Regions from separate parts of the Mus musculus genome. Here all the other regions are linked to region 1. Evidence: chromatin contacts called from public HiCAR-type, HiChIP or PLAC-seq and Micro-C data. All regions are on one chromosome and are shown on one strand. The core of a region is the stretch at or near the end of the contact, and the rest is flanking DNA. Distances in the headings are between cores, read along the strand shown. Region 1 holds the start of Glo1 (glyoxalase 1). Region 2 overlaps Mdga1 (MAM domain containing glycosylphosphatidylinositol anchor 1). Region 3 holds the start of Ccdc167 (coiled-coil domain containing 167). Region 4 holds the start of Cmtr1 (cap methyltransferase 1). Region 5 holds the start of Slc37a1 (solute carrier family 37 (glycerol-3-phosphate transporter), member 1).

The links. Hi-C and Micro-C count contacts between places; a contact is called where the count stands out from the background. HiCAR-type assays count read pairs that join an accessible place to other places. HiChIP or PLAC-seq counts read pairs in DNA pulled down with a chosen protein or histone mark.
Region 2: a Micro-C map of the G1E-ER4 cell line shows a contact between it and region 1. The contact joins the enhancer-like site here to the promoter of Glo1 in region 1. A contact is called at or near these places in 1 of 15 datasets of contacts at CTCF or cohesin (the G1E-ER4 cell line), 1 of 484 Hi-C or Micro-C datasets (the G1E-ER4 cell line) and 4 of 115 datasets of contacts at active chromatin or transcription factors (astrocytes, embryonic stem cells, large pre-B cells and 1 more).
Region 3: a HiCAR-type map of astrocytes shows a contact between it and region 1, with 4 times the contacts expected there. The contact joins the promoter of Ccdc167 here to the promoter of Glo1 in region 1. A contact is called at or near these places in 10 of 39 promoter capture datasets (the 3T3-L1 cell line, the C10 cell line, cranial neural crest and 5 more) and 4 of 115 datasets of contacts at active chromatin or transcription factors (astrocytes, embryonic stem cells, forebrain and 1 more).
Region 4: a contact with region 1 is called in a HiCAR-type map of astrocytes, with 4 times the contacts expected there. The contact joins the promoter of Cmtr1 here to the promoter of Glo1 in region 1. A contact is called at or near these places in 9 of 39 promoter capture datasets (the 3T3-L1 cell line, 3T3-L1-derived adipocytes, the C10 cell line and 5 more) and 2 of 115 datasets of contacts at active chromatin or transcription factors (the NIH/3T3 cell line and astrocytes).
Region 5: a FOXA1 HiChIP or PLAC-seq map of pancreatic cancer cells shows a contact between it and region 1. The contact joins the promoter of Slc37a1 here to the promoter of Glo1 in region 1. A contact is called at or near these places in 2 of 39 promoter capture datasets (hippocampal neurons and liver) and 2 of 115 datasets of contacts at active chromatin or transcription factors (embryonic stem cells and pancreatic cancer cells).

Annotation. Positions count from the first base shown.
Region 1 is chr17:30,610,902-30,614,266 of GRCm38.p6, reverse strand. It overlaps Glo1 (glyoxalase 1), which reads left to right and starts at 1,608. Exons shown (of 6, transcript NM_025374.3): 1 at 1,608-1,799. The coding sequence starts at 1,716.
Region 2 is chr17:29,857,671-29,861,288 of GRCm38.p6, reverse strand. Mdga1 (MAM domain containing glycosylphosphatidylinositol anchor 1) reads left to right here. Exons shown (of 17, transcript NM_001368423.1): 2 at 3,560-3,618. Among named protein-coding and RNA genes, the nearest start is that of Mdga1, 29 kb to the left of the region's middle. Within about 2 kb of position 1,263, at least 38 of the 459 cell types and tissues checked have an H3K27ac peak or open chromatin away from gene starts, as enhancers often do. A contact at or near this core is called in the G1E-ER4 cell line, where this site is marked.
Region 3 is chr17:29,714,629-29,718,336 of GRCm38.p6, reverse strand. It overlaps Ccdc167 (coiled-coil domain containing 167), which reads left to right and starts at 1,320. Exons shown (of 4, transcript NM_026782.2): 1 at 1,320-1,403. The coding sequence starts at 1,362.
Region 4 is chr17:29,658,113-29,662,000 of GRCm38.p6, reverse strand. Cmtr1 (cap methyltransferase 1) reads right to left here and starts at 1,406. Exons shown (of 24, transcript NM_028791.6): 1 at 1,230-1,406. All of the region lies in intron 7 of Gm28043 (predicted gene, 28043), which reads right to left. It overlaps Gm20161 (predicted gene, 20161), which reads left to right and starts at 3,672. Exons shown (of 2, transcript NR_167666.2): 1 at 3,672-3,856.
Region 5 is chr17:31,294,832-31,298,329 of GRCm38.p6, reverse strand. Slc37a1 (solute carrier family 37 (glycerol-3-phosphate transporter), member 1) reads right to left here and starts at 2,106. Exons shown (of 20, transcript NM_001242427.1): 1 at 1,415-2,106. Gm30139 (a long non-coding RNA gene) reads left to right here and starts at 3,469. Exons shown (of 3, transcript XR_001782201.2): 1 at 3,469-3,498.

The sequences.
Region 1 (3,365 bases), core at 359-2,858:
ATGTCTGTTCAGCAGGCCCTTTATTAATGGAGCCAGAGCCTCAGCTAACTCATTTTATTTCTATTTGTGGAATCTATCCACTTTAGAATATGAATTTCTGGCAGATTTTTTTCATTTATGTCTCATAATCCAGTCTATGAAAATAATCACCTACCTAGTTTCCTACTGTTTAACAAGTACCTTTTGCCACTCTCTGCCCTGTCCCCTCCACCCCCCCTATTCAGCTGTTTCTTTTGTTTGTCACGTGGACTATAAGTATAATAATCTTTGTCTAGCGTAAATACTTAGCAGTGAGTCCTAGGATGGGCTCCCCTCAGCTCCACCAACTGCTGTCAAATAGGTTCCCCACAGGTTTCTAGTAATTTAGATTTCTGCCAGCTGTGCCTGTTGATTCCAGTGTTCTGCCTTCCACACTAACCATGATGGTTTTTACTTTAAAAACTTAACCTGAAGGCCTCGGAAGGGACTTCCCTATGTACTAGAAAACTGAAGTCAATTTTCACACACGGTGTTCTCTGTTTTGCAATCTGCCTGTTCTCCTCTTTGCCACTTTTTATTGGTTTGTATTTTTCATTGATCTGTAATTTTTTTTTACATATTCTGCACACAGAACCTATTATATTGGCCTTACATGTATATGACCTATACCTCTTTCTCCTAAGACCAGGTTTGTCTTCTTTATGTTCTGTTACATTAGAGTTATCAGTTCCTGTCACATTTCTCTCCCTAGTGTTAATCATGTGGTCATAGATAAACAAGAAGGAGGGGAGGGGATGAGAGAGGGAGAGATTAAGGAAAGATTCACCAAGAACCAAAGCTTCTTTAATTATTTTTAAGACTGAGTCACATGAAGCCCATTGTTGGCCTTGAACTCACTATGTAGCCCACACTGGCTTTAAATTTCCTACTTCTACCTCCCAATGACTGGGATTACAGATGTGAGCCACCATACCTGTACCATTCACCACATTTTAAAAGCTAATTTTAGATAAGACATCCCATCAGTTTTGTCTACACACATACTCTGTGTGTAGAAGTGAGTCATTAGAATCCCATTCAAACTCAGGTGGTTTGTGTATACTGCATAGTCAAACCACAGTTATTCGGTTCTACACACATTTTCTACATACATTCTCTACACACATTCTCCAAGGAGGCTCTGGGAAGACCAGTAAGTACCCCATGCTCCCCGGGCAAAAATATAGTGGAAGAAATACTTAAACTTAGCTGCTTGAAAACAAAAACAAAATCCTAAATTCGAATGGTTTTCAATTATCCTGGCTTCAGGTTCTTATACAATTTTTAAAAAGATTAACACCCAGTTCAAGCTCTCATTATTCTAAAAAGCGTAATTTCCACCAGGCTGAAATTTTCTATGAGGTTGCCGCCCCGAGGAATGGGTAGTTTTCAAGTTTTGTAATTATAAGCAAAATCAGGTTCCTAACACTTTTTTTTTTTTTTTTTTTTAAGAGTTGCCACTATTGTGCACAATGGCATTCTGGAAAATGTAGTCTCGCCATGCTGAACCAGACTCACTGGAATCCAATCAGCAGACAGCCAACAGCCATGTGCACCGTGGTTGGCTGGGAGCCGCGTCCGCCCGCCCCTTGGCCTGTCACTCAGCCGACTGCAAAGGCGTCCCCCGGGCCTTGTGGAGCGTGTGGTCCGCTGGCCTGTTTGCTACTAGGGCAGGTTGGTGATTCTCCAGGGCAGCCATGGCAGAGCCACAGCCGGCGTCCAGTGGCCTCACTGATGAGACCGCTTTCAGCTGCTGCTCCGATCCAGACCCTAGCACCAAGGTGGGTGACAGGGCCTCCTTTTCGGCGGCTGGAGCGACCTGGGGCTCTGGCCCTGCCTGACGGAATCCTAACCCGGTCTGGCCGCTGCTTGCATGTCGGCCGGCTGACGGCGCAGTGGAGTGAGCTGGAAAGAGGGCGATGGGGGCAGGGGCGGGGGGACAGTGCAGAGGGATCCCCATCTTCAGAAAGTTATTTCAAAACTTGTAAACGCCCCCCAGAGTGCGTTAACTTGTTTATTTTGGGCACGGTGTCTTGAAGCCAGGGCGATTCAGGGTCAGATTCCGTGTCTGTGGGTGCAGTTATCCTGGCTTAGGCGCCATGTCCCTTTAGACGGGCAGGCACTTTCAGAACTTGTATAGCTCAAGGGGCCCCTCTGTAACTGGTCCCTCTCAGCCGTACTCTTTTTCGTAGTCGCCTTGCCGCCAGGGTTCACTCCTCCAAACTACTGCGGTTGCTCGAATTTAACTGCCTTTGCTTGCTTGGCTTTGCCATTGCTCAAGTCCACACTTCTGTCCACCAAGAGTCTCTGGAGAGATTACAGATAATAAATAGGACCTCGACTTGGAGGGAATCTTAGACACTTTTCTTCGGACCCTTTCGTTTTGTAGTTACAACCAGTAAGGAGCTTAACCGATGGCATTGAAAAACTTTCCCTTAAACACGGCTGTACTTACAGTAAAGTAGGCAAGACTCATTCAGGTGTGGTCCCTGCCTCTGCATGGCCAAAAGTTAGACGTGGTGGCTGACGGAGGAATTTATTCCTGTATAGTCATCCGTGCCAGTAAACACCTATATTCAATTAGGTGCTGCATCATTGTGAATTCCTGGATTGAATGTGGGCTTTATGCAGACCTCTAGGAGGGGCAGATAGATGGTGAAGACTTTGGTCCCTGCTTGTTCTTTGCCTTAAGGGCAAACAAGAGTCAGACATACTGTAATTGCCAAAGCTTTTGACTAGCACCAGGTGTGTACTTAGGGACACTCTTAGTCACTACAAAATTAAGGCAGGAAGGAAAGGCCGAATACAGGCACACTCACACACACTTCTCCCCATTCCTTCTATTTACCCATACATAACCTTAGTATGCATTTAATTTTTTAACATTGTGTGTGTGTGTGTGCATGCGTGTGTACGTCAGTGAACAACTTTCTCTCCATATTTGTGGGTATTGGGAAATTCAGGTCTTTGCCTTGGCAGCTGAACCATATCGTTGATCTCCTAGATATTTTATACACTATAAATTGGTTCATTCCATGTGAATTGGTTTCCTACATTACTGAAAATTTGTTCATCCATCCTTCCCTCCCCCCCACTCTCTCTCTCTCTCTCTCTCTCTCTCTCTCTCACACACACACACACACACACACACACACACACACACACATTTTCTTGTTTAGACAGGGTCTCACTATGTAGCTTTGCCTGTACTGGAACTTGCTGTATAGACCAGGCTGGCCTCAAACTTACAGAGATCCATCTGCCTGTTTCCCAAGTGCTGAGATTAAAAGATTAAAACTCTTGCTGGGCTATGTGCTATTTTCTACAAAGCACACCCGGATTCTGGG
Region 2 (3,618 bases), core at 14-2,513, 750 kb after region 1:
TGGGGTAAAACCCAAGCCATGCATGGCTGAGTGCTCCAGTTGAATCCTTAGAACAATAGTGGACAATAGTGGACAATTTGGACACAATAGTGGGAGAGCATCATCCCAAGGTGCCCTTACTGGGAGAGGGGAGCAAAGACAGGAGAATTGCCACAAGTTCTATGTCCAACAGCCTGCAGTATATAGCTGATAGACACTGCCTGCTGTTCTGTTTGTTTGTTTATTTTTTTTAAAGATTTATTTATTTTATGTATGTGAGTACACTGTTGCTGTCTTCAGACACATCAGAAGAGGGCATGGGATCCCATTACAAATGGTTGTGAGCCACCATGTGGTTGCTGGGATTTGAACTCAGGACCTCGGAAGAGCAGTCGGTGCTCTTAACCTCTGAGCCATCTCTCCAGTCCCCCCTTTTTTGGTTGTTTTTGTTTTTGTTTTCAGACAGGGTCTCTTTGTATAGCCCTTGACTGACATAGAACTTACTATGTAGAGCAGGCTGGCCTCGAACTCACAAGGCTCTGCCTGCCTCTGCCTCCCCATTGCTCTATACAAGCACACACCATCACACTGGGTCCCCCTTTACCACTCTTGACAGCCTCACGACTTGATTATGAGGGGTTTTTGTTGTTGTTGTTGTTGTTGTTATAAGAAGAAAAGTCACTTAGATGATTTTGTTTTAAAGAAATGGTTTATTTGTAATTATGGGTATGTGTGGTGGTGGTGGGGCAAGTATATGCATGTGGATTCTGGGAACTGGACTCAGGCCCTCTGAAAAAGTAGTGCATGCTTTTAACCACGAAATATCTCCAGCCCCTTGGGAGATGCTTGGACCTGCTGTGTGATTGCCTTGAGAGCTCATTCTTGTTACATCCATCCCCAAGAGAACTATGGGACCGTGGGCCACACAGCTGTTTAGCATTCATAAGTGTGGCTCAGATCTCTTGCAGTGTACTCTACCATATGAGACTCAGATCTTCTTAGTAGCTAATGTTGGCCAAGGGAGATGGGCCATCCTAATGATGTCATCGGTGATGGCTGCTCCCTGCCCGCCTTCAGTGAGGAAGCTACAGGCTCTGCTTGTGACTGCTGGCCGGGGCCCCACACCTGGCCCAGGCTGGCTGTGCCCTGAGCGTGTGCAGCTTTGTAACTCTTTTCCGTCGTTCCTTATCAGCCACCAAAACCCCTGTCATTACAACACCGCTTTGCTGTGGGCAAGCCACAGCGTCCAAGATTATAGCTTATCTTCCATTGAAGCCTGTTCAACCGATGTCTTCCTTGTCAAGAGGCACCCCGGGCTTCCTGCAGACATCCATGCAGCCTCCTGGTCTTATCAGCAACCAGCATGCATGACATCTCTTGGTAGCTTGTTGCTTGATGAGGTTTCCTGGGGACCTGGGCCAAAGATATCTATCTCTTATGTGTACAGTTGACGGTTGCACATTTTTATGGCATGGTGACAGCGACAGGCCCGTTCCCTGGAGGACAGTGTGTGTTTTACACAGGCACCGCGCACACGCTGATTACAAAATCAATAGCAAGTTGAAAAGACCTCCGAGATCATCCATCCATTTTCCTCCTCTAGGTGGGGAAACAGGCTCAGAGAGGTGACTCCAATTGCCCAAAGACACACAGCTTATCTTTTAAATGTTGATCCTTGCTACAGAGACGTCAGCCTGGGCTGAATGAGATCCTCTTTCAAGTTCTTGACCTGCTGACTGATGGCCTCTGGGAATAGTGCTCTGGTTAGATCTGTCCCATCTGTGTTGATGGCGGGCACATCTTTTGAACCTGTGGCAATCCTGTTTTTCATTCATCATGTTCATACTCCCCACCATGTAAGTTCTAGGAGCTGGCTGCATCTCCATTTCAGAGACAGGTAAACTAAGGCCCAGACATCACCACCGTTCTTCTTGGATGACACTCAATGTGGGATTCACCTCTGGCCACTAGAATGGGTCTTCTTTGTGCTTTGAAGTCTGAGGCAAATGCAGCTCTTCCACAGAGCCTCCCAGGAGCCCCCGCAGCAGCTAATGCTTTCTGTTCCCAGGAATCCTTGTGAAATCACTCCTTCTCAACATGGGGTCTGGTGTAGGGGCCAAGATGAGGCCTATGTACCACCATCCTGTACACTCTGGATCCACACGCATGCGTGCACACACCTTCACATATGTACTCAAACACAGACACATCACATACACACACATATGCAAATTAAATTGAAAAAGCAGAGGCTGAGAGGGTAGAAGTGAGTATAGGCATGTGATCTGCTCATCTGATAGGTATGTGGCCTCAAGAGAAATTGAGGTAGGCAGCCAAGCAAAAATGGGGTTTAGGAAGTTTAGGCTTAGCCTGTCCCTAGGGGGAGCCCAAGAGCTAGAACAGCCATGGCCAGTCCTCCCTCTGTGTGTGTGTGTGTGTGTGTGTGTGTGTGTGTGTGTGTGTGTGTGAGAGAGAGAGAGAGAGAGAGAGAGAGAGAGAGAGAGAGAGAGAGAGAGAGAGAGATAGGAAATGGGTTACCCGAGCTCCTCCATGAGCCATTAGTAACAAAGGAGGATGGGCACAGTCGCCATATTGTGGAGCTGGGTGTAGCACCAGGAACACCCAAGACTTGGAGCTACCAAGACAGAGAAGCCAAGCTAACAGAGCAACTGGCTACCACCCAGCATTCAGTGTCATTGTGTAATTGTGGCCCAAGTCATGTCTGGCCACTGTCCTCAATAAGCCAATTAAAAAACAACGTAGGGCCGGGCATGGTGGCGCACACCTTTAATCCCAGCACTTGGGAGGCAGAGGCAGACGGATTTCTGAGTTCAAGGCCAGCTTGGTCTACAAAGTGAGTTCCAGGACAGCCAGGGCTATACAGAGAAACCCTGTCTCAAAAACAAAAACAAAAACAAAAACAAAAACAAAACGACGTAGGATGCAGAAAAGGGTTTACTCAATGTAGCCACATTGGGAAGAGGGACAGAGACCCAGTGAAACCCCAAGGTCATCTTTGGGGGTCCTGAATTGAGATCAAAGTCTAAACAGAGACCAAGGATGTACACACTAAGCAGTCCCTATCAAGGTGTGGTCCCATCTACTGTTGACCAATCATTGCCTGGGCATGGGTCTTTTCCTGTGAGGTGGTCTCTGATACATTGTAGGAACAGTGTGAAATATCTTCCCAGGAGACAAGTTCCTCTTCTTGTTGGTCCCTTTCCTCCTGCTGCAGGATTCCTGGGGGAGATTTCCATTCTTTAGGGTTCTTTGTTTTAATAGTCTGATCGTTTAGATTTAAGACACAGCGTCTTTTTAGAATCTCCTCCCTTCGGCTACATCTATCACAGAGTAGGTGGGACACCCTTGTCCTCGCCCCTTGTATTTGTCGCTCACTGAAGAACACATATGGTACACAGAGAACACATAGTCCCTAAATTCAGAGGTCTCCTGATTCTGGCCTGGGACTCAGAAAGAGTCAGTCCCAGCCCAATGCTGGTGAAGTCTGGACTCACCCCAGACACATTCAGAGCTCCTGAAATCGCTCAGTCCTCCCTCTCCTCCTCTGTCCTCTCTGAAGCTCCAGCCCAGGCCCAGATTGTGCATGCGGGGCAGGCCTGTGTGGTGAAGGAGGATAAC
Region 3 (3,708 bases), core at 71-2,570, 900 kb after region 1:
AAGAATGGAACGTAGGTACCTGAGGGATCTATGGCAGCTTTTTGAACCACATCCCCACTCTTTCAGACAACATCTATCTACTTTTAGTTTTTTTGCCATACCACAATTTTTTAAAAATTAATTATTATTATTATTATTATTATTATTAAGGTTTCACTGTTGTCCAGGCTGATTTCAAAACTGTGGACTCTAAATGATGCACCACCTCACTATCCTAAATAATTGAGACTACTCATATGTCCACCATGCTCAGCTAACTTTTTTCTTTTAATAAAAAAAACAAAAACAAAAAAACCATAGCACTTCACAGATGCTAAAGGTACTGACTTGTAGCTAGAGAAAGTACCCAAGATGCTGAAGGGGTCTGCAACACTATAGGTGGAACAACAATATGTACTAACCAGTACCCCCCGGAGCTTGTGTCTCTAGCTGCATATGTAGCAGAAGATGGCCTAGTCGGCCATCATTGGGAAGAGAGGCCCCTTGGTCTTGCAAACTTTATATGCCCCAGTACAGGGGAATGCCAGGGCCAAGAAGTAGGAGTGGGTGGGTAGGGGAGCAGGGCGGGGGGAGGGTATAGGGAACTTGCAGGATAGCATTTGAAATGTAAATTTTAAAAATATCTAATTAAAAAAATGAAAAAGAAAAGGTACTGACTTGTAAAACTTTGGTGGCAGCTCTATGTCTATGTCCTGTGGTAGGGTTATAGTCAAAACATCTCCAAGTCCAAGGTCTAAACACTCTAAAATCCTAAGCATGAACAAGCCTCTAAAAGAAAGCCAGAAGCCCAGGTAAGACCTAGGAATCTCAGGCTAATATGGTGTGCTGCGAGCCTTCTTCATGCCTTCCGTGATGTCTGCAGGCTGTTCTCATTTCACCAGAAAACAAGCTAATGCGAAAGAACACAGGACAGAAAGGATTAACGGTGCAAGACCATATTAGATCCCAAAGGGCAGAGCAGTTCAAGTTGGGACTGAAGGGCCAGGGCTTGCAGGCTGAGCCTTGCAGGAGCAAGAACATTTGAACGAGGATAGCCTAAAAAACGGTGCAGGGATGCCCTGAGGGATGCAAGAAGGAAGATGTTTGAAAAGAAAGAAGGAAGTTAAGATAAAAGCTCTCAAGTACGTAAAGAGGTCTCCACTCACGGGTAGACCTGAAACTGCTTCCCTGCACATCTTATACCCGGAGGCCGCCCCTCACAAACATGGCCGCTGCAGGATGGACGCGCCCCTTAACAAGATGGCGACGCAGAAGTCCCGCCTCCTTCCTCTGCACCGACCAATGAAAAAGAAGCACGAGGTCCTGCGCGTGCGTAGTGCGACTTAATGGGCTGGTCCAGCGCGGAAAAGACAGCAAGCAATATGACTAAAAAGAAGCGGGAGAATCTTGGTGTCGCTCAGGAGGTGAGGGGGAGAAGTCGGGTTCGAGTCACGTGGTTAGTCACTGTGTTCCGACGCAGGGGCGTCGATCGGCCCGGCGGCTGCGACGTCGAGGGTCAGATGGAGGAAGCGAGGGCGACGTGGCTTTGGGAGAGGCTGTGAAGGGAGGTGAAGGGTCACGATGAGGAAGGCAGGGATGGAGCTGAGAACCATCAGCTCCATCCCTGGTCAGGGGAGTCCCAAAGAAGACAGGCCATAGTGGGTATTCTAAAAGGAGAGACTCGGAGACTAAGGGAGACTTTAGCAGAAAGAGACAGGTGGGAACCAAAGGTGTTCGGGACTTGTAGGTGAGGGACCACCATGGAGCTAATAAGACTCCAGGGTGAGTGCGAGGCTATTATTCAGTATACTGCTAGTGGCTTAAACGTCTCCAGAGAGGGGAAGTTTTTCCTGTGGGGTATCAGCCTTGTAGCTTGAGGATCTTTGGAAATCTGCAGAGATTCCTAGAATTGGTGTTTGGGAAGGCCTTTAAAATAGTTTGTCATGCATGGAAAAAAAGCCGTCTGATGCATGTTTCGTTTGCATGTTCAATGAATTGTTGCATGTCTGTTATGCTCGTATAGACGAGGGAACTGAGGGTCTACGTGGAACTCAGGACATAGGTGGCACATGGTTATAGTCCCAGGGCTCAGAGATCTAAGCCAGCCTGGGATACAGAGCAACACTGCAAGGAAACGAAAAGGCGGAAGCCAGCTTAAAGTGGTGAAGGTGATAGAGCAGGGAATAATGCTCAGGTGGGCTTCCTGGAAGTGGGGACTCGTTTCCTCTCCCTTACAACGAAGGCATGTTCAGCCTGGGCCCTTGGGCCACTGGTGTTCCAGTACATCTAGGAATGTGATACAGCATGCTTGTAGATGACAGCATCAGGCTTCAATGTCAAAATATTGGACGCCCTCGAGGCATCCTCCCAGAGGTTACTTATCTCCTCAGTGATCCCTTTTTTGTTTGTTTGTTTGTTTGTTTTTTTCAGACAGGATTTCTCTGTGTAGTCCTGGCTGTCCTGGAACTCACTCTGTAGACCAGGCTGGCCTCGAACTCAGAAATTCGCCTGCCTCTGCCTCCCAAGTGCTGGGATTAAAGGCGTGTGCCACCATGCCTGGCTGCATTTTTGTTCTCTTTAGTGGTGGTTTGCTACTTTGAGGGATCCGTAAGCACCGCGCTGACGTGCTGTCTAGTGCTCCAGGACTGTGATGGGGCTTAGAGCGACAATCGGTTTGTTACATAAACCATTTTTCAGGTGTGGAACAACTCAGTATTATGTGGTCCTTTGGGCAGTGAGTTCAACGCTAATGAGAACTGTACGTTTATTAAATAAGATCTCTTTAACAGAAGTACACACCAGAGAACATTGTATGAGTTGATGATAACGTTGACCAGAGCATTATGGAAGCCCAGCCCACTTCAGTATTTGTTAATGAATGTTATCTCAGTTTTAAAGAATATAAGTACTGGGGTTGGAGAGAAGGTTCAGTAGTTAAGAGCACGGGCTGTTCTTGCCTCTCCGGACACCAGATATGTATGTGGTGCACAAACATATAAGCAAAACATTCGTAAGAACTCGTATGGCTAGTTCTGGTGACATAATGCCTGTAACCCAGCACTTGGGAATCAGGGGAAGATCACAAAACCTTCATAGCTCAACCCTTGCTACATGTGATCCTGGCTCAAATACACAAACAAAAAGTATAGCAATCACATAATCAGTCTGTCTTAATATGAAGGTGGCCGTGGGCAGTGTGACTGTAGCAGCTCCGGTGAGACCTCATTTAAAGCTAATTGTGTGCTTAGGCGGCTGAGGTAGGAAGCTCGTGAGTTTAAGGTCAGCGTAGACAATAGTGAGAAAACCAAAACCCACTTCTTCGTAAGAAGAGGAGGTGGCATATATTCTGTCCACAGCCTTTCCGCTTACCAGGGTTCTGCCATCTTATCAGCAAGATTAGGACCACCCCACTGGTATGCTCTTCGTCAAGAAGAGAATAGAGAAAGTGCCTGCTGCGTTAAGGACTCTGGGCCCAGAACTGCCCACTTTCTATTCCTACGAACCAAGGTGCACCCCCCACTACCTGCAGGGCAGCGGAGACTGGGCTGGGCTCGTCAGCTAAGAGGCCACATGCCCAGCTGCAGTCTCATCACCAGGGGAGTTGGGAGCAGATCTCCCTGCAGAGCACACCTCTCCTCACCATGTGGCTGTCAGGTGCCCGGAGCATGCCTGGCATAAGGTGGCGGAGGACAGACAGGGACTCCTTCATCACCCCAACCATTTAAATCT
Region 4 (3,888 bases), core at 157-2,656, 950 kb after region 1:
CACTTGGGAGGCAGAGGCAGGCGAATTTCTGAGTTGGAGGCCAGCCTGGTCTACAGAGTTCCAGGACAGCCAGGGCTACACAGAGAAACCCTGTCTCAAAAAGTCAAAAAAAAATTACAAAATCTTCAGGAAAAGTAGTGTATTCAAAGAACTCAGAAAAGAGAAAAGACTTAAAAGTTGGAGGTACACTGGTATCTTTGGGGAACAGGGACGCTGGGATACAAGAACAGACTTCTCTGGCGTTTGAGTCAGACATATAGTTTTAAGACCATGTGTTGTTTTGACTATGAACTGATACTCAATATTGTCTATGAAAATCAGAGCCAGTTCAACTTATTTCAAAATATTTGCTGGGGTGGAGGGAGAATGAGCATCAGCAGTCGAGGTAAGAAAGTAATGGAATTTGAAGGGATATAGCAATCCCTCCCCTTGAAACCTAGCAAAAGGTTTCCGTATTTCCAGCCCGAGGATGAACCTGTGGACCCAATGTACGATCATCCCAATCTCAGGTGGCAATTTCCTAAGTGACAGTAGCAGTGCCTATTAGAGGAAAGCAGGAAAGCCAGGCGACTGAGCCAACAGAAAGCCAGGCCCGAGGAGCCACATTTTTACTTGACATCACAGATAGGTGAGCCTACTGGAAAGCTCATCGCTGAGGCTTCACAGCACATAAAATGGGTCTCATTTAACTCTTAAGTCGTCCCGGTGGGTGTGGGTGAAGCGGGGGTGGGGGGTGCCACTGGGAACTCAGTGTGGTCTGCGATGGGGCAAGTGAGAGAACAGGAAACAGCTTTGTAGAAGGGCAAGGCGGCAGATACGAACGTCCCCCTCCACCACAGCACCTTCGACTGGGGCCTCGCAGGGAATCCAAGCCAATCCTCTCATTTCCTCGGCCAGGGGAAGGCCAAAGGGCTATCGAGTGACCTACAATGGCAGACGCGCTGTGACCAGGCACTTCTAAGCGCTGCTAACCCCCGTATGCAGAGGGGAAAGAAGGGAACGCCATCTCCCCGACGGAGCTTCTCCTTTGGAAACGTCAGGTGTGATACTGTGTGCGCGGCGACCAGCAGCAGCGGCAACCTCGGCTCCGAGAGGTTGCTGGGGACAAGACAGGGGGCAGGAGCAGAGAGAGGCTACCCGAAAGCGGGCAAAGCGGCCGCCGCAGGGGAAGGATGCTGTGCCCGTGCGCCCGCCCGCTCGCACCCCCGGGGCCGCGCGCCTGCACTCACGCTGAGGGGATGGGGCGAGTAGCCGGCGAGCGGAGACGAGGGACCAGGCCGCCACTGTCGCCGCCCAGGCTGGCCCTGCAACCTCCTCCTCCCTCACTTTCGTTTTCCTCGCAGGGCCGGCTAGCTGCGCGGTCGCGCTCGGAACCCGCCCCGCGGGCGGCGCCGCTTGATAACGTCACGAGCCCGCCAGCCCCGCCCCCGCTGGGCTCAGGCTTGGCCCTGGGGAACTGCCCAGGTCGCACAGCGCGCAGGACCCGAGGCGCCTGCGCGGAAGGGGGACCGCGAAAGAATGGGGGGGCAGAGAAAAGCCACTAGGAAAATAACCCTTGTCTACTCTCGCCCTAAAGAAGGGAAATCAATACTTCACCTCAGTTTATTCATCTTGTTATGGATTACCTGAAGAAGGAAAACTCCCAAGATGTCTTAATAAATCATGTGGAGTCTTTATTATTTATTACCACCGGTGGGGCTGTCTCAGGCAGAGGAGCGGGAAGCACCCTCGGACCTCCAGTTTGTTCGACATTTTAAAGACAAGGACTGCAACTGTGATGTATACAGAAAGGCAGCTCCAAACATGTGCAACAAGCAAACATTGCTTTTTTTTTCTTTTCAGAAGCAGAGTGATAACAATTAAATGGTCAGGCAGTTAACCTTTAGGTCAGAATCACAATCACATGGTATAGAAATTTATGGCTGATCAAGAGACCAGTTTAGCATAAGATTTAATGACTGGTCGAAGTGACCGGAGACGAATTTTTGCCCAAAATAGTTTTAGCAATGAAAGTATTCTTAGGAGCTAGGTGGTAGTGTCGAACACCTTTAATGCCAGCACTCAGAAAGCAGAGACAGGCATATCTCTGTGAGTTCGAAGCCAGCCTAGTCTACATAGCTACTTCCAGGACAGCCAGGGATATATTGTAAGACCCTGACTTGGAAAGTGGGAAAAAAAAATCCTAGAAAGTGTTTCACAACATGGCGTAACTAGTTTGGTAGCTTACTACAGTATCGTCATTATATAGATTTAAGAATACAGTCAGAGGAGCCGGGCGTGGTGGCACACGCCTTTAATCCCAGCACTCGGGAGGCAGAGGCAGGCCTATTTCTGAGTTCGAGGCCAGCCTGGTCTACAAAGTGAGTTCCAGGACAGCCAGGGCTACACAGAGAAACCCTGTCTCGAAAAACAAAACAAACAACAACAACAACAAAAAAGAATACAGTCAGAGACACAAACTGGCCAAGGTCAAAGACCTGTTCCTGTTCCATAGGACATATTTAACATTGGACTAGGCATAGCTCAGTGTCAAGACTGTTCGTCCGGTACACACCAGATCCTAGATCTGATTCTCAATGCCTCAGACTAAAAGAAATAATGGCATCTGTGGCATTTGACCATATGCACTGAGATGGGCTGTAACTCTAACTCCTCTTCCCATTTTCAGACCAATATAACTTTGTTGGACATTCTCAGCTGCGTTTGTCTCTTAAACCCCGAGACTTCAAATGTCAACATATGTTCTCCCATAATGCTGCTTTTTTTAAAAAAAAAAAGGATTTTATTTTTATTTTATGTGTATGCGTGTCCTTCATGCACGTATGTATGTATGCCACATGCATATAGTACCCTTGTAAGCCAGAAGACAGCATCGGATCCCCTGGAACTTGAATTACAGATAGTTGTGGGTGCTGTGCTGAACCCAGGTCTGGAAGAGCGGTAAGTGCTCTTAACCCCTGAACCATCTCTGCAGCCCCTTTCCCAGGTGGCTGGCGCTATATGATTCAGTCTGTTTATTTGTCCAGAGATCTGATGAGTTTACCTTTTCTTCATTTCCCTGAAGCCAACAATGCACTTGAGACTTGAGTTCAAGTTTGCCTTCTACTTGTCAGGTAAACATCTCCTACCCTATCATACCTCATCCTCCCCCTCCCCTCCCCTCTCCCCCTTTCCAACCCTCCTTCTCCCTCTCTTACCCACCCCTAAAGCTTTTGCAGTAATCTCCAACTTATGATGCCTGTCTCCAAACACCTCTGTTTGAAGCTTTGTTTGTATTATCATGTGTGAGCCTATGGCAACCCATCAGTGACTCGACCCTGCCAGTGACTTCCCACTGCTCTTAGGATGACACCAATGTTCTCTAGGTGGCCTCAAAGCCCTTCAGCCTTGTCCTACTAGCCCATCACTTCTCACCCTCCTGGTGCCGTCTTTCTCAAACACCTTGTCCCTAGGGTTTCTCTCCCTGCTTTCTCTCAATGGACCATCATTTCCCTTCATGATGCTAATGACCACTTACCCCTCCAGTTTGAATGTAGTGATGATAGTAAAATATGCATTTTAGATAAGTAAAAATAGCTTAGTCAGGATCCCTTCTACACCCAAGGCTGTCCCAGATAAGCAGAACCCAGTGACATCACTCACTTAAGATAACCATACAGTCCTAGAACTCCATGACATCTACTGGACAGTATGCAAGCAGAGACCGAAAGTAATGCTCTGTCCTGCACATCTGGAGAGCATGATCTTCCCTTTAGCTGAAGAGTCTCCCCCACCCCCGCCCCCAGGATCCTGACCATCGAATCAGAGACTTCTGTTAGAGACTGGAACTGACCCTCAGCAAGGATATGTCCAACAGGTGAGCAGCCCTGGGGAGATAAGCTTGGGACC
Region 5 (3,498 bases), core at 857-3,356, 680 kb before region 1:
GGTCTACAAAGTGAGCTCCAGGACAGCCAGGGCTATACAGAAAAACCCTGTCTCGAAAAACAACAACAACAAAGCAAAAACAAAACAAAATTTCAGGTCATGAAGGCTACTGACACAGCCTCTCGGAGTCCAAGACATAGCTTTCCCTCTAAGATGGCAGTTCTCAGCCTGTGAGTCTCCGCCTCAACAGGGGTGCATATCAGATATCCTGCAGATCAGATATTTACATTACCTACCATGCATTTCAGTAGCAAAATTACAGCTATGAAGGAGCAATGAAATAACATGAGGAATTGTATTTAAGGGTCACAGCATTAAGAAAGGTTGAGAACCGCCGTTCTAAGAAGAGATGAGGCTAGCCCAGCTAGGTGGGCTTCATACCTAGGCCAATTCCAGGCGTTTCATTTTCCTAGGGGGTGGGAGTGGGGGTGGGGCATGCCTTCTCAGGCACAAGTACACTTCCTCCTGCCTATCCCTGAACGGAAGGGGAGCACGTGGCTCTGCTGACAGGCCTTGGCATCTAGCCCAAGGAAAGTAGTTAAAGTAGTTTTTAAATGTCACCTCTTAGAAACTCCCAGTGAATTTCAGCCCATTAGAGAAAAGGACAGGAAGGCAGTGTGATCATTGGACAGGGAAAGGAGAGCAATTAGGAGTTTTTCCATGGTGAGGCAGCACCCGACCAGGCTCAGGAGCACACAGAGAGCCCAGCCAAGCAAGAGTTGAGGGACGGACAGACACACCCACGATCCTCCCAGCTACCGGGCTCTGAGCTACCCAGAACCCATCAACCCTTCAAGGAGACTCAGGAGTGGGTGGGAGTTAGCAAAAGCAAGAGCAATGCCCCAAGGGGGGTTTTCCAGTCTTTAGCACACAGGCAACATCAAGGCAGCCTAAGGCAACCTGTCAAAATGATGGCACTTTATAAAAGGGCAAACCTGGGAACCAAACTCCCTCCAAAAGCTTCAAGAGTTTTGTTTTAAACCAAGACAAACACTAACTCCTCTAATCGAGCCCTTTCTAAGCGTTTAAAGGCTCCATTGGCCGTGGGAGATAAACAGAAACTGTTATTTTCACTTGTCCTGAGCTTAAATACAAGGAGTCAGAATTCTATCCACCATAGCTCTTAGCCCACTCACAGCAAACAACGCACCCCGGGTGTTCTCCACCGAACCAGACCTGTAACAATACTCCCAGGAACTCAGGGTGCAAACAGGACCCCCAAAAGAGGGAATTCTGTGTAAAGCCGAATAATATATTTACCAACTCGCCCAACTTCACGCAATTTAAGTTCCAGGGCGAGAAGGCAGGTAGGGAGGCAGGCAGGTGCAGAGAGCTCTAAAGACCAGGAAAAAGCACCTTAAGAATTTAAACCAAGAGCAAGGGGAGGGTCTTCCGTTCAAATGCAAATCTTTACCTGCGGGCCACCAAGATCCTTGGGTGGACCCTAAGTGCGCGGAGCTGGGGGACTTTTCCGGTGGTTTAAACCCTTTATTACCGCCCAGACGGTGGCTGTCACTGCGTTGGCCACAGAGCCCGGGCTCCGGGAAGCAGTTCTTTTAGCAAACAAACAACCGGAGCCCAGGGTGCTGGCTGAGAGCTTTCCCAAGGGCTTTGCGAGCCGGCTCCTCCTCCCAGGTCCTACAGCCGCTTGGCCGGGTGGTGAAGGCTACAGGCACGCCCACGTCCCCTACGAGCGGCAGCAGACAAAGCGCTGGGTCTCCGGCAGGCGTCTTCTCACAGCTGTCACTCGCGGCCTGGGGCCGGGAGGGGACCCAGCATCACAGCTAGGCGACCCCAGCCCCCGGGTCTCAGGGAACCTTTTGCTTCCACTTTCCCCGGGAATTCAACGTCACCAGCACCGGATCGCCCCCGCACTGTCTCTCAAGGCCACTCTAGGAGCCCTTACTTCAAAGACGTCCCACTCTAGGAAAAGCGCTTGGTTTGTCCCCGGCTCTCCAGCCACACAGCAGAGGGAGACAAACGGCGGAGAGGCCGAAGCGGGGCCCACGGCAGGTGCGTGGCGGCTGGCAGGTGAGCGCCGCTGGGGAGGGTCCTCCGTTGTCCCCGCGCCTACCTGCGCTCCGCAGCCCGCGTCGCGTGCTTCCTGCCGTCGACTTCCTGGAGCGGCCGCCCTTTCACTTTCCCGGCCCTGTGAACGCCGACCCTGTGCGGCTCCTCCCTCTCCCGCGCGCCCCCTGACCCCGGCCCCGCGCGCGCCCAAGGGATGCTCAGATCGCACACAGCCCGGAGATGCTCAGCTGGAGCATCCTCTAGCTGTTCCTGGGTCCCCACACCTGCCTGTCATGCTCTCCTAGGCCCCGCAGGACGCCGGGCTCTTACTGGCATGGTGCCCAGCAGCCAAACGCTAGCTCCTAGGGGACCTCACCACCACCAGGCTTTTGTCCCCGAGGCGGACCTTACTAATGCCAGCGACATAGACAAGTTCCGAGGTAAAGATTTGCTCCCTCGGAGTCCTGGACTGAGGATGGCCTCTCTCGGCCTACCACATCAAGTGTCAAGAGTCAAGAGCATCCGGTATGCTACAAATGGAGCTGGCACACGCCTGGTACCGCACCTGTGTCAGTGTGATAAATGGCTTGCATGGTTAAGTCCTGAAGGCCAGCCACCCCGGTCATGAGAAGTGCCCTGGCACACAGCTTCCTGGTCAATTCCGGATAATTATCTTTCAAACCCCACACCTCCTGCCAAGAATTGATCCTGGAAAGTCCGGGAAGGGCCTGATTACTTTTCTAAAGGGCATCTGCCTCACGCCTCCACGTGTCGGCCTGGCCTGGCATCCAAAGCCAGTCCTGCCGCTCAGCCCCCTGCCGCAGATCAGCACCTGCCTGGAACAGCAAAACCAGGCAGGAAAACAACTTCCTAGGAACACCCACTGGGTAAAACCGTGCCTAAACCAAAACCAACCCGATGCATGAACAGAGAGAGCCAGGGCGAGGGTGAGGAGTGTTTGGCGGGGGTAACTAGCGCCCTCTTCAGACTGGTTGGTGTACAGGCGGCCCACAGCTTCACTCTCCTCCCCACAGCCCACCCGCGCCACAAGCGCGAACGCAGTCTGCTGAATTGGGGAAGGCCCAGCCATACTTCTATCTACAGGCTTTTGAGAAGTGTTCTGTACCCTACAAGCAAAGTTGACTTCCTGTTTGAGCCACCTGCACCCACATCTCATATAGAAGTGGCCGGGGAACTCTGGCCACTCTACCCTGTTCCTTTGGCTAGATGTTTCCCACCCCACCCCCCTTTTTTTCCTCCCTAACTCTCCATTCCTTGTAGGCAGCAACTCAAGTGGACGCTTACATCTACTCTAGGCGCCTCCTCCCCATGTCACTAGTTCTCAGGCCTGCCATCACCAAGCTTGCTCAAGAGTCCCTTGCCCTTATGCCTGTGTTCCGTGGTTTTGTTTTGTTTTCTGTAGCTGCCCCAAACTACCCCAGCCAAAGTAAAATTTGAGCTCCCCAACTTGATTGACCACTTTTAGAA